2 separate regions of the Mus musculus genome follow, and region 2 is linked to region 1. The links are chromatin contacts, called in public HiChIP or PLAC-seq maps. All regions are on one chromosome and are shown on one strand. The core of a region is the stretch at or near the end of the contact, and the rest is flanking DNA. Distances in the headings are between cores, read along the strand shown. Region 1 holds the start of Eno1 (enolase 1, alpha non-neuron). Region 2 overlaps Rere (arginine glutamic acid dipeptide (RE) repeats).

Evidence for each region. HiChIP or PLAC-seq counts read pairs in DNA pulled down with a chosen protein or histone mark.
Region 2: an H3K4me3 HiChIP or PLAC-seq map of bone marrow-derived macrophages shows a contact between it and region 1, with 2.2 times the contacts expected there. The contact joins the enhancer-like site here to the promoter of Eno1 in region 1. A contact is called at or near these places in 1 of 15 datasets of contacts at CTCF or cohesin (the NIH/3T3 cell line), 5 of 115 datasets of contacts at active chromatin or transcription factors (the SCID.adh cell line, bone marrow-derived macrophages and embryonic stem cells) and 3 of 9 other capture datasets (adipose tissue, liver and pancreatic islet).

What each region holds. Positions count from the first base shown.
Region 1 is chr4:150,235,194-150,239,787 of GRCm38.p6, reverse strand. It overlaps Eno1 (enolase 1, alpha non-neuron), which reads right to left and starts at 2,591. Exons shown (of 12, transcript NM_023119.2): 1 at 2,448-2,591; 2 at 222-315. The coding sequence starts at 306.
Region 2 is chr4:150,346,992-150,351,697 of GRCm38.p6, reverse strand. All of the region lies in intron 1 of Rere (arginine glutamic acid dipeptide (RE) repeats), which reads right to left. Among named protein-coding and RNA genes, the nearest start is that of Rere, 67 kb to the right of the region's middle. Within about 2 kb of position 1,772, at least 33 of the 459 cell types and tissues checked have an H3K27ac peak or open chromatin away from gene starts, as enhancers often do. A contact at or near this core is called in bone marrow-derived macrophages, where this site is marked.

The DNA.
Region 1 (4,594 bases), core at 1,342-3,841:
TTTTTTTACAACGCTGTGGTGTGAATTTGGAACTTGCCCTCCCTTACTTCCCCGTCCCAGTGAACCCAACCCACATCCTGTCTTAAATACCAAGAAACAAGGCATGGTGGCAGATGCCTGTAATCTCAGTGCGTGGAAGGATCAGACAGAGGGACTCTGCCTTGCCACCCTGACCCCATTCTCAGTGAGAAGAAACCAAGAAACAGAGTGGGTGCATGTACCTTTTGCGGTGTACAGATCGACCTCAACAGTGGGATTCCCACGGGAGTCAAAGATCTCTCTGGCGTGGATCCTGAGAATAGACATGGCGAATTTCTGTAGGAGGAAAAACATTCATATCACCAATAAACAGTGACACAGAGGTTAATTCATTCCAAGGCCATCACCTCTGAGGGGTCCTGGACTTGACAGGTACCAAATGGGCTATGCGTTAGGTAACATACAGGAAAGTCACTCATCAGTGAGGGTTTGGGGAGCGAGGACTACTCCTTACACAGCAGGTCGGTGGCTTGGACTTCCCGCCAAGCTTGAGGTCAACATGGCACAATGAAATAAACCACTCCTACAGAAAGCCCTCAGAAGCTACCTGTACTGTGGGCAAATTAAATCCTCTGACTGCATAGAACAGTGTTCTGGCTCCACAGAGAAGGAAGTGGGAAGCAACAGTGAAGGAAGGTCAGAGGTTAAACTGACCTGGAGACCAGAGGGAAATGTGACATTTCAAAGCAGTTTAATTGTGGGAAAAAGAGAAACCCTAATTCATCAAATTGCACCCATGACAAGAGCAGAATATTCAGCTGACACAGATTTGATAACCAGTAAGAAAGTGTGAGGCAGGAGGCCAGAACCCCAAACTCCTTGGCCTGTGGTCAATGATCCTGCCATTCTTGGCCTGGTGGCCATGCTGGCTAGCACGTGGGAGGTCCTGGGTTCAATCTCCGCCATATTTAGGCAAGAGCTAGGACTTCTGGTTAGTACATTTCAAAAGGGCACCTTGTCTCGCTTTTAAAAGGTATTCAAAGTAGATGTTTAATTAGAAAAACATCCTGAGAGGAAGAGGATATTTGGCAACAAACTGCAAGTCCCTTTCTTACTTCTTCCCCAGCAGGCTTTCCAAGAAAGAAACCAAATAGATTCTGTAGCTAAACTGGATGAGACATGAAGACAATACAGCATTCAGAGGCTATTATTATCTAACTAGGTTCCTCACATCTTTTGTGGCAAGCACTGAAGCAAAGGCAGCTTTTTTTTCCACAGAAGTTACTTCTGTGGTTTTGTCTTCTCTAAGACAAAGGATCTTTGTACACTCACCAAGAATAAAGTATCTACTTTTTACCTACCATGTTACAAAACCTTACTATTCCTCAACCATACTCTTTTGTCTTCTCTCTTACTCGCCCGATTCTATGAATGCCAGACTGACCAGAACTCAGTGATCCTCCAGCCTCAGCATCCCTAGCGCTACACTTTCATGTGTGCATCTCCATGGCTGGTTCCTTTATGGGGGCGGAGGAGCACCCACGTGCCACACTTTGCTCTGCAAAGACCTTACAACTTGTAGGAGTTGATCCCTCCCTCCACCCTTTTTATCTAGCTTGGATCTTTAGGCTAGGCAGCAAACGTATTTAACCAAAGGAAGAAAATCTCACCCACTCTGTCTTTATCTGGATTGAACGCCAGACCAAGGGCAGAAAAGTGGACCTATCGGTCAGGCTAATCAGCAGACTAGCTGTGGTCTATCCCGAAAGCGAGTCAGCCAAGGAACCACACTGCCTAGGCCAGAACGAACAGGAAGTTTTCTTAAATGCATCTTAAGTCAGTTCACGGCCGGCTAGTAGCCACCCAGGAAACCTGTAGCTCTTGCCTAATTGCGTCGAGGTCTCCTGAGGGCTTCCCAATTATCCAACGGGACTGCTGCAATTTCCTCTACTCTTAGTACCTAACCGACACTCACAGGTCAGGAATATTCCACAGCAGAGATGGGCTGGACCACTCCCGCCCAGTGACGCTCGATTGCGGTCCAGGAGCTACAGCCCCAGCAGGATCTACTAGGGTGTGGCGCTCTGCCTCTTGGGCATCCTTATTTCTGGCCCTTCCATTCTGAGAAAGGATTTAATGAGCATCGGGGGTTTAAGTTGCTCTCCCTCCCTCTGAAACCTTCCACTTAACTACACAGAAAGTACTTTTCTATTCTCCACGGCCGCGATCATCCGTGGTCTGCATTTGCTGTTGTCTGCTTGGGAACCCGGTTACATTGCAACCCTGAAACTCGGTGATCACTGGTGGGGCTCACACCTCCACCCTCCAAGAGCCTGCGTCCTTCCACGAGGCTGACCCGAGTGCTCCCCGGATAGCGGCTCCCGCCCAGGCTAGTGGGTGCACGTGCCCACCGGGTCCCCAAGCGAAGCTAGTAGGAGAGCTGACCCCGGTGGAGACAAGGACCATACCTGGCAGTAGGATCGCTGCAAAGCAAGGAAAGAGGGTGCCGTGGACACCGAGGAGAGCCTTAAGGACAGACGCGAGCGCGACCCTGTACCGGAGCAGCACTAAGCGCCTCCCACTCTGTCTTCCTTTCCTGCTCGTTAAGCCCCGCCCAGTTCTCCCCTTTCGGGCCCGCCCTCCCTCCGCGCCGCCTCCCCATTGGCTCAGCGTGCCATCACTCCAATAGAAGAGCGTGACCGAGGCGGCCGCTCGGCCTGCCCAGACTAGGGGCGAGGGCACGGGGGCGGGGGTTGTCCTGCCTTTCTGGGCCTAGCCTGCTTGGGGCATAGCTGGAATGCCTGGCGAGCCTCCGGCTGGGAACCTGGGGCCCGGCCGAGGGTCTACGGAGCCCGGATGCGGGGCGGGGCGGGGCTGGGCTGCGCGGCGGGCATGAGGGCTTGAGCCCGCCGCACGTACTCCGAGTCTCACACGCACTCGGCGTGGCTGCGGCGCCACACGTCCGGCCCACGACCTTGCTGATGACCTTCGCGGCTCGGCCCTCCAGCCGGCCAACCCCCCACCGGGAGGTTCTGGAGCCCCCGGCGGTGTGGAAACGTTGATGCGCGGCCAGAGGGCCTCACTCCCGCGTGGAATTGGGTGGGGGTGGGGGGGATGAGGGGGAAATGCATGGATACTGCGCCTGCGCACTGAGCGCCCTCGCCGCTGGTCCTGGCTCTCTGGTGCCATCTGCCAAGGTGACCCCGTCCTTTTGTCCTTGCTGTAGTGAGTCTCAGGCCGAGGTAGCCAAGGGAAAGTGACCTTTCCCTTAATATTACCTAATCATTTGTTACTGTGTGGAGGGTACCGAATCCTACTGTCCAGCTCACGCTAATAAGGCAGTACCTTTGTGCTACACCCACCCAGCCACTCCACCCTACTTTAGAACTTTCCTTACTTCTCTGGTGTACTAGCTCAGTGTGGATTTATTCTTCATCCATGTTAATGTTCCTTTGTTTAAAGATCTAATACTTCTTTCCCCTGCTTGTGGCCTCGATGTTCTTGACCTACCAGTTCTTGAGACTCATACTCAAGTCGTCCCGACGCATTTCTCAAAAGTCTAGACTAGTAATATTCCACAATGATGTGACAAACGTCCGGAAGCGCAGGGTGGAGCCATTTCACCCTTCTGATGAAGAAAATAAAGCTGGTGTTTAACCACAGCTGTGGGTAGGCAGAGGCAGGCGGATTTCTGAGTTCAAGGCCTGCCTGGTCTACATAGTGAATTCTAATTCAGATGGGGCATAGTGATGAGACCTTGTCAAAAAAAAAAAAAAAAGAAAGAGAAAGAAAGAAAGAAAGAAAGAAAGAAAGAAAGAAAAGAAAAGAAAAGAGAAAAAGAAAGAAATGAAGAAAAGAGAAAAAATAAAAGTGATGATAGCTAGCCAGTCAGTGCTAATGTGAGCCTTTAATCTACAGAGCTAGTTCCTGAACAGATAAGTTACAAGGAGAAACCCTGTCCAAAAAAAACCAAACAAACAAACCCAAAACCAAACAATATTTTAAAATAAGACAGACAAACAAAACCCTATCTTGGAACCCACGAGATGGCTCAGGGGCAAAGGCACCTGCAGTCAGTCACACCTGATCAAGCTGTCCTCTGACCTCCATCCCCAACCACAATGTGTAATACTAATCAAAAGAAAAAAAGTAGCCATCAAATCGAGACAAACTTGAGCTGCCTAGGGACCCGATCTCATCTCAAACACTACAGAAATCGGCTTTCAACTCCTGCCGTGCACACACTTCACTATAGAACTGAAGGGAACACATCACTTTCTGTTGTATTTTCTCCCACGTTTCTCTTGGGTTGTGAGTCTGGGAGTTAACGTCCTATGTTTCTATCTTTTCTCTGTTGTCTTTCATAAAGAGACTGCATTGTGTTCTTAACTGGTTATTATATCTTCTAGTCAGCTAGAGGAAGCTGCTTAACCCTTAGCATTTTGCTCCAGGCAGCTCCTAACCAAGGTTTCCAAGGCACTGGGGAAAACGAAGGGTTATTGTGTCCAAGGTGTTAGTACAGGAAACAGTTTCCATTGCTAAAGAAGATCTTTGGGATCAAATTAAACAAAGAAACATCAAGGAGATTGTAAAATGAGACTTCCCCAGCAATACA
Region 2 (4,706 bases), core at 523-3,022, 110 kb before region 1:
GAGTTCACTTTGATTAAACTACTTTCATAGCCAAATGACTTAAAGCTCCATTAACCCAGACTATACTGGAGGAACTGGTTTTTGTCATAGCCAGGATCAACAGAAGTAACCGTTATTTAAATAAAGTAACTGCCTACTCTTAAGTAAAGCAAGGCGGCTGCCATGAAGCACTTGGTGCCAACAAAGTCTAAAGAGTAGGCTGTGGTTTAAGATGAAACCCAGGAAGAAAAGTCACTCTTCCTATAAAGGACAGTTTGGCTCTTTCAAATAAAAAGGCTTTATTTCTGAGAACACATAAAAATTTGAGACAACCTGCTTTCCAGTTCTGGGAGACTTCTATTACTACACTACACAAACCAACATAACAGAACATCCTGAAAGAGAATCATGTTTTGTTTCCAGCCTGGAGCCCATCTTCCCGGCAACGATGTGCTGATGGCAAATCACCCTGCAGAGCTGCAATGGGCTCCTCAACTTGTTCCAAAGAGTCTGCTCTAAGCCTCGGCCAAAGTGCCAGTCTGACACAGAAAAGTAGCTTTATATTTTACTAACTATATTTGTTCATCTTTTATTATTTTATTTTGTAGTATGTATGAGTGATTACTTCATGCCTGGTGCCTGTGAAGGCCAGAAGACATTAGGTCCTATACAACTTAAGTTACCATGATGTAAAGCATCGTGTGGGCTCAGGGAACAGAACCTAGACGAGCAGGCAGTGCTCTTATCCACTAAGCAATCTTCCCAAGCCTCGGAAAACGAGTTTTAATCTTGTTACCACCAAGTATTCTACCTGTGAACCGAAAAGTTACCATCAGAAACTGTTCTTAATTGGAGATACACTCAGTGGCAGGGCACGGGTCAAGCAGTCAAAAGGCCCTGTATTTGATCCTGAGCAGCACACAATAAAAAAAAAAAAAAAATCATCTATTATACTAACAAGTACATTCATTCTTTATGGTAACAAAAGCAACCCAATTTATATGCATAAGCTGAAGTTGTCACTTCTGGGTAAATACAGAAACCATCATAGTTTATATAGGCTGTACAGAAGTAGACGGTGGGCTATGATGGTTTCTCTATATACAAATAATTGTGAGCGTGAATTTAAAAAGGAAAAAATATTTTATGGCACAGAAAATTCAAATGTCAATGTTCATAGGTAAATTTTTATTGAAAATGTTCGTGTCTGTTCATTTACTTATTTGCTTATGTCAACTTTTGTATGTCATAGACAAGGTTAAAGGAGGCTTGAGAGATGGCTAAGCCATTAAGAGCACTTACAACTCTTACAGAGGACCTCTATTTGATTCTGAGCACCCCACAAGGTAGCTTACAACCATCGTTAATACCAGTTCCAGGGAATCTGCTACCCTCTTCTAATCTCCTCAGGCATGCACATGGTACAGATACATCCAGGCAAAACACTAAAACATATAAAATAAATTAAATCTTTAAAAATAAAAGAGGGCAGGGGAAGGTGGCTAGGCAGTGGTGGCACACACCTTTAATCCCAGCACTCAGGAGGCAGGGGCAAGGCATCTCTATGAGTCTGAGGCCAATCTAGACTACAAAGTGAGTTCTAGGACACCCAGTGCTGTTATACAGAGAAATCCTCTCATGAAAAACAAAGAGGCAGCGTGGAATTGGAAAGTGGAATGTATACAACAGAGCCAGCAAAGCCCAAAATATTTACTCTATGTCCCTTTCATGAAAGGCTTTCTATTTGTAGACATTATATAATGACTACTCAACTTCCTTTCTGTAAAAGCCTTCAATCAACTTCCCTTTTCACCCCTTCTAAGAAAAAGTGAATAGAGAAGGGTCAAGGGGCATGAGGCCCTCACCAAGAGAGGAGGAAGTGTGGAGAGGGAGGAGGAGGAGGAGGAGGAGGAGGAGGAGGAGGAGGAGGAGGAGGAGGAGGAGGAGTAACGGACAGTTACCTTATGTGCTTCCTGTGCTTACGGTGTGGGAAAAGACCAGAAGCGGGCTGACCTGGACAGCGTCCGGAAGCTGTGAGCTAATGCCCATAACCAAAGCTAATGCACAGGATGGCCGTTTTAAAACAAAATTTACTGGGTTGTTATTATTATTATTATTATTATTATTATTATTATTATTATTATTATTATTATTCCTTGCCTGCATGTGTGTCTGTGTGAAGGTGACAAGTCCACTGGAACTGGAGCCTCAGACACTTGTGAGCTGCCATGTGGGTCCTTCAGAAGAGCAGCCAGAGCTCGTAACACCAGCCCCACATAGGATTATCATTTGAACTCTTAATCGGTTTCTTTCCAAAGAAATGGCTGTACCTGTTATAGGTCCAACAACAATTTAATTTAACCACAGGGACTGGGTGACAGGCAGGGGCACAGGCACTCAGCTGAGCTCCCTGTGGAGCCCCTAAGCGGCCTCTCAGTCTGCTCATCTGCCCTGCCTGTGCTTGTACAGGAATCTGCAGATATTAGTGTGCTTTAACAGGCAGGCTTCCCAGCAAGAGTGATAAACTGGAATTCGATACAGCTAATAAATGCAACTGAATAGCTTTGTTTTAGCCAGTCCTGATGGCACAAGTCAACAATCCCAGCACGTAAGAGAATCGAGACAGAAGAATCAAGAGTTCAAAGCCAGCCAGAGCTATGTAAAATTCTATCACAAAAAACTAAAGCATATGGGGCTAGAGAGCTGGGCCACTGATTAAAGTAATTTCTGCTCTTCTAAAAGACCTAAATTTGGTTCTAAGCACCTATGTCAAGGCAGATCACAAGAGCCTGCAACAACAGCTGCAAGGGAGGCAACACTCTCTTCCGGCCTCCATATACATGCTGCATACACACACACACACACACACACACACACACAGACAAAAACTCATTTAGAGGCTGGAATGATGGTAAATGCACTTGCCACCAAACCTGATGACCTAAGGTAGATCCCTTGGGACACATGGGATAAGGAGAGAATTGACTCCCACCAGCTGTCTTTTGACTGCCATCATTTTCTACCTGTGGTTAGGCTTGTTATTAGACTGAACAGAGCTTTGACCTAAAAGAGTTACAACCATTTTTTTTAAGGAAAAAAAACAAATCATCCTCTCTCTCTCTCTCTCTCTCTCTCTCTGTGTTTATGTGTATTTTCTAAATAAATAAATGTATATAATAATTTTTAAAGGCTCATTTAGACTTGAAAACAGTTCTTTCCAGACAGACTTGATGGCTTACTCAGATGACTCAAAAGTACATGAGGGAGCAGGAACACAAGTTTGAAGACAGCCTAGACTGCATGCAAAGATCAAAGTGAACAGTTTAACAAAACTCTATCCCGAAATAAAATTTATAAATGGCTAAAGACATACTTCAATGCTTAAAACACTTGCCTTATATGCTGTGCAAGGCTCTAAGTTCAATCCAAAGAAGAAGGGGGGGGGGGACGAAGGGGGGATGAGGGGGAGGGGGAAAGGGAGGGGAGGGGAGGGGGAGAAGAGGAAGAAAACAGTAATAACAACAATGATGCATGGACTAGAATTCCCTGGAATATACACACCACACACCTTTAAGACTCTGAGGGAAAGATCAGGCCTATTGGCACATACATGTAATTGCAGGTATACAGGAGGCTAAGGAAAAAAGAATTCTAAGTCCAAGACCTGCCTATGCCAATATATGAGACCATTAGTTTAACCCCTAAAGGTAAATAAATTAAAGAGGAAGTGATTGGTTTAATACCTTTGAAATACTGCTGAATGTAGTGCACATAATACCTAAGGAACTCTGGAACATTTGGCACTGGAAGACATCAATCCATTGGGCATTTACAATTTCCACTCAGTTGTTGAAAATGTCAGTTTCTAGCAGAGGGTATGCCTAGTTCCTACCTAAGAAAGGCTTGCAAACACCAGCTATTCCCTTCCTTTTGCATTTGTTCCACAAATGCCCAAAAAGCAAATTCAGTTCAACTGAGCGAGTCAATAAAAATCCCAGCTTTTATATGGCAGTGTGTTTATACCAGGCAAAGTCATTCTCTAAGGTCAAATCATTATGATGTATTATCTAACAAACTTTTTAAGACAAACCAGATCACTTCTTTCCAAAACTTACATTTCCAAAAACCTGGAAAACCATGTGGGAAGATCCCAAAGCAAATACCTGGATTGTTTTTCCAAATGAAAACTTAAGAGGCAAGAGGACGAATACGCTGAGCTGCACTGCCCTCTAGAGTCTCCTTCTGATACTGTTCTTAGCCTTGAAATAATTAAACACTAATTATAAAACTCTTCTAATTACACAAGTGCTCAGTATTCTAATATTGTAGGCTGACCTTTTTAGTGGATTAGTAGTAGTTGTTATTAAAGCCTATAATATTTCAATTACTATTATTAAAGGTCAAAAATACTTGCCAAAAGAGAAAGGACTGTACCCAAAACAGAATTTTCTAATTTGCATTTCTTTTAAAAAGTTTTAAAAGAATTCAAACTGAAGCTATCCATAAAACAAAGACCACTTGGAGCATATACTAATTAGCTCCCAGAGCCAGGAGCACAAGCTCAGCCAAAAGAGCCACCGCTCCCACCAGGGAACCAGCCCCCCTTCCTCCCTCTCCCCCTCCCCCTTCCCCAGCTCTCATCAGCCCAGGCAGCTCCTCACAGCTCCTGCCTCTCCTCCTGCCAGGCAACCAGGATTCCAAAGGGATCCTGAGGAGCTAATGAGAAG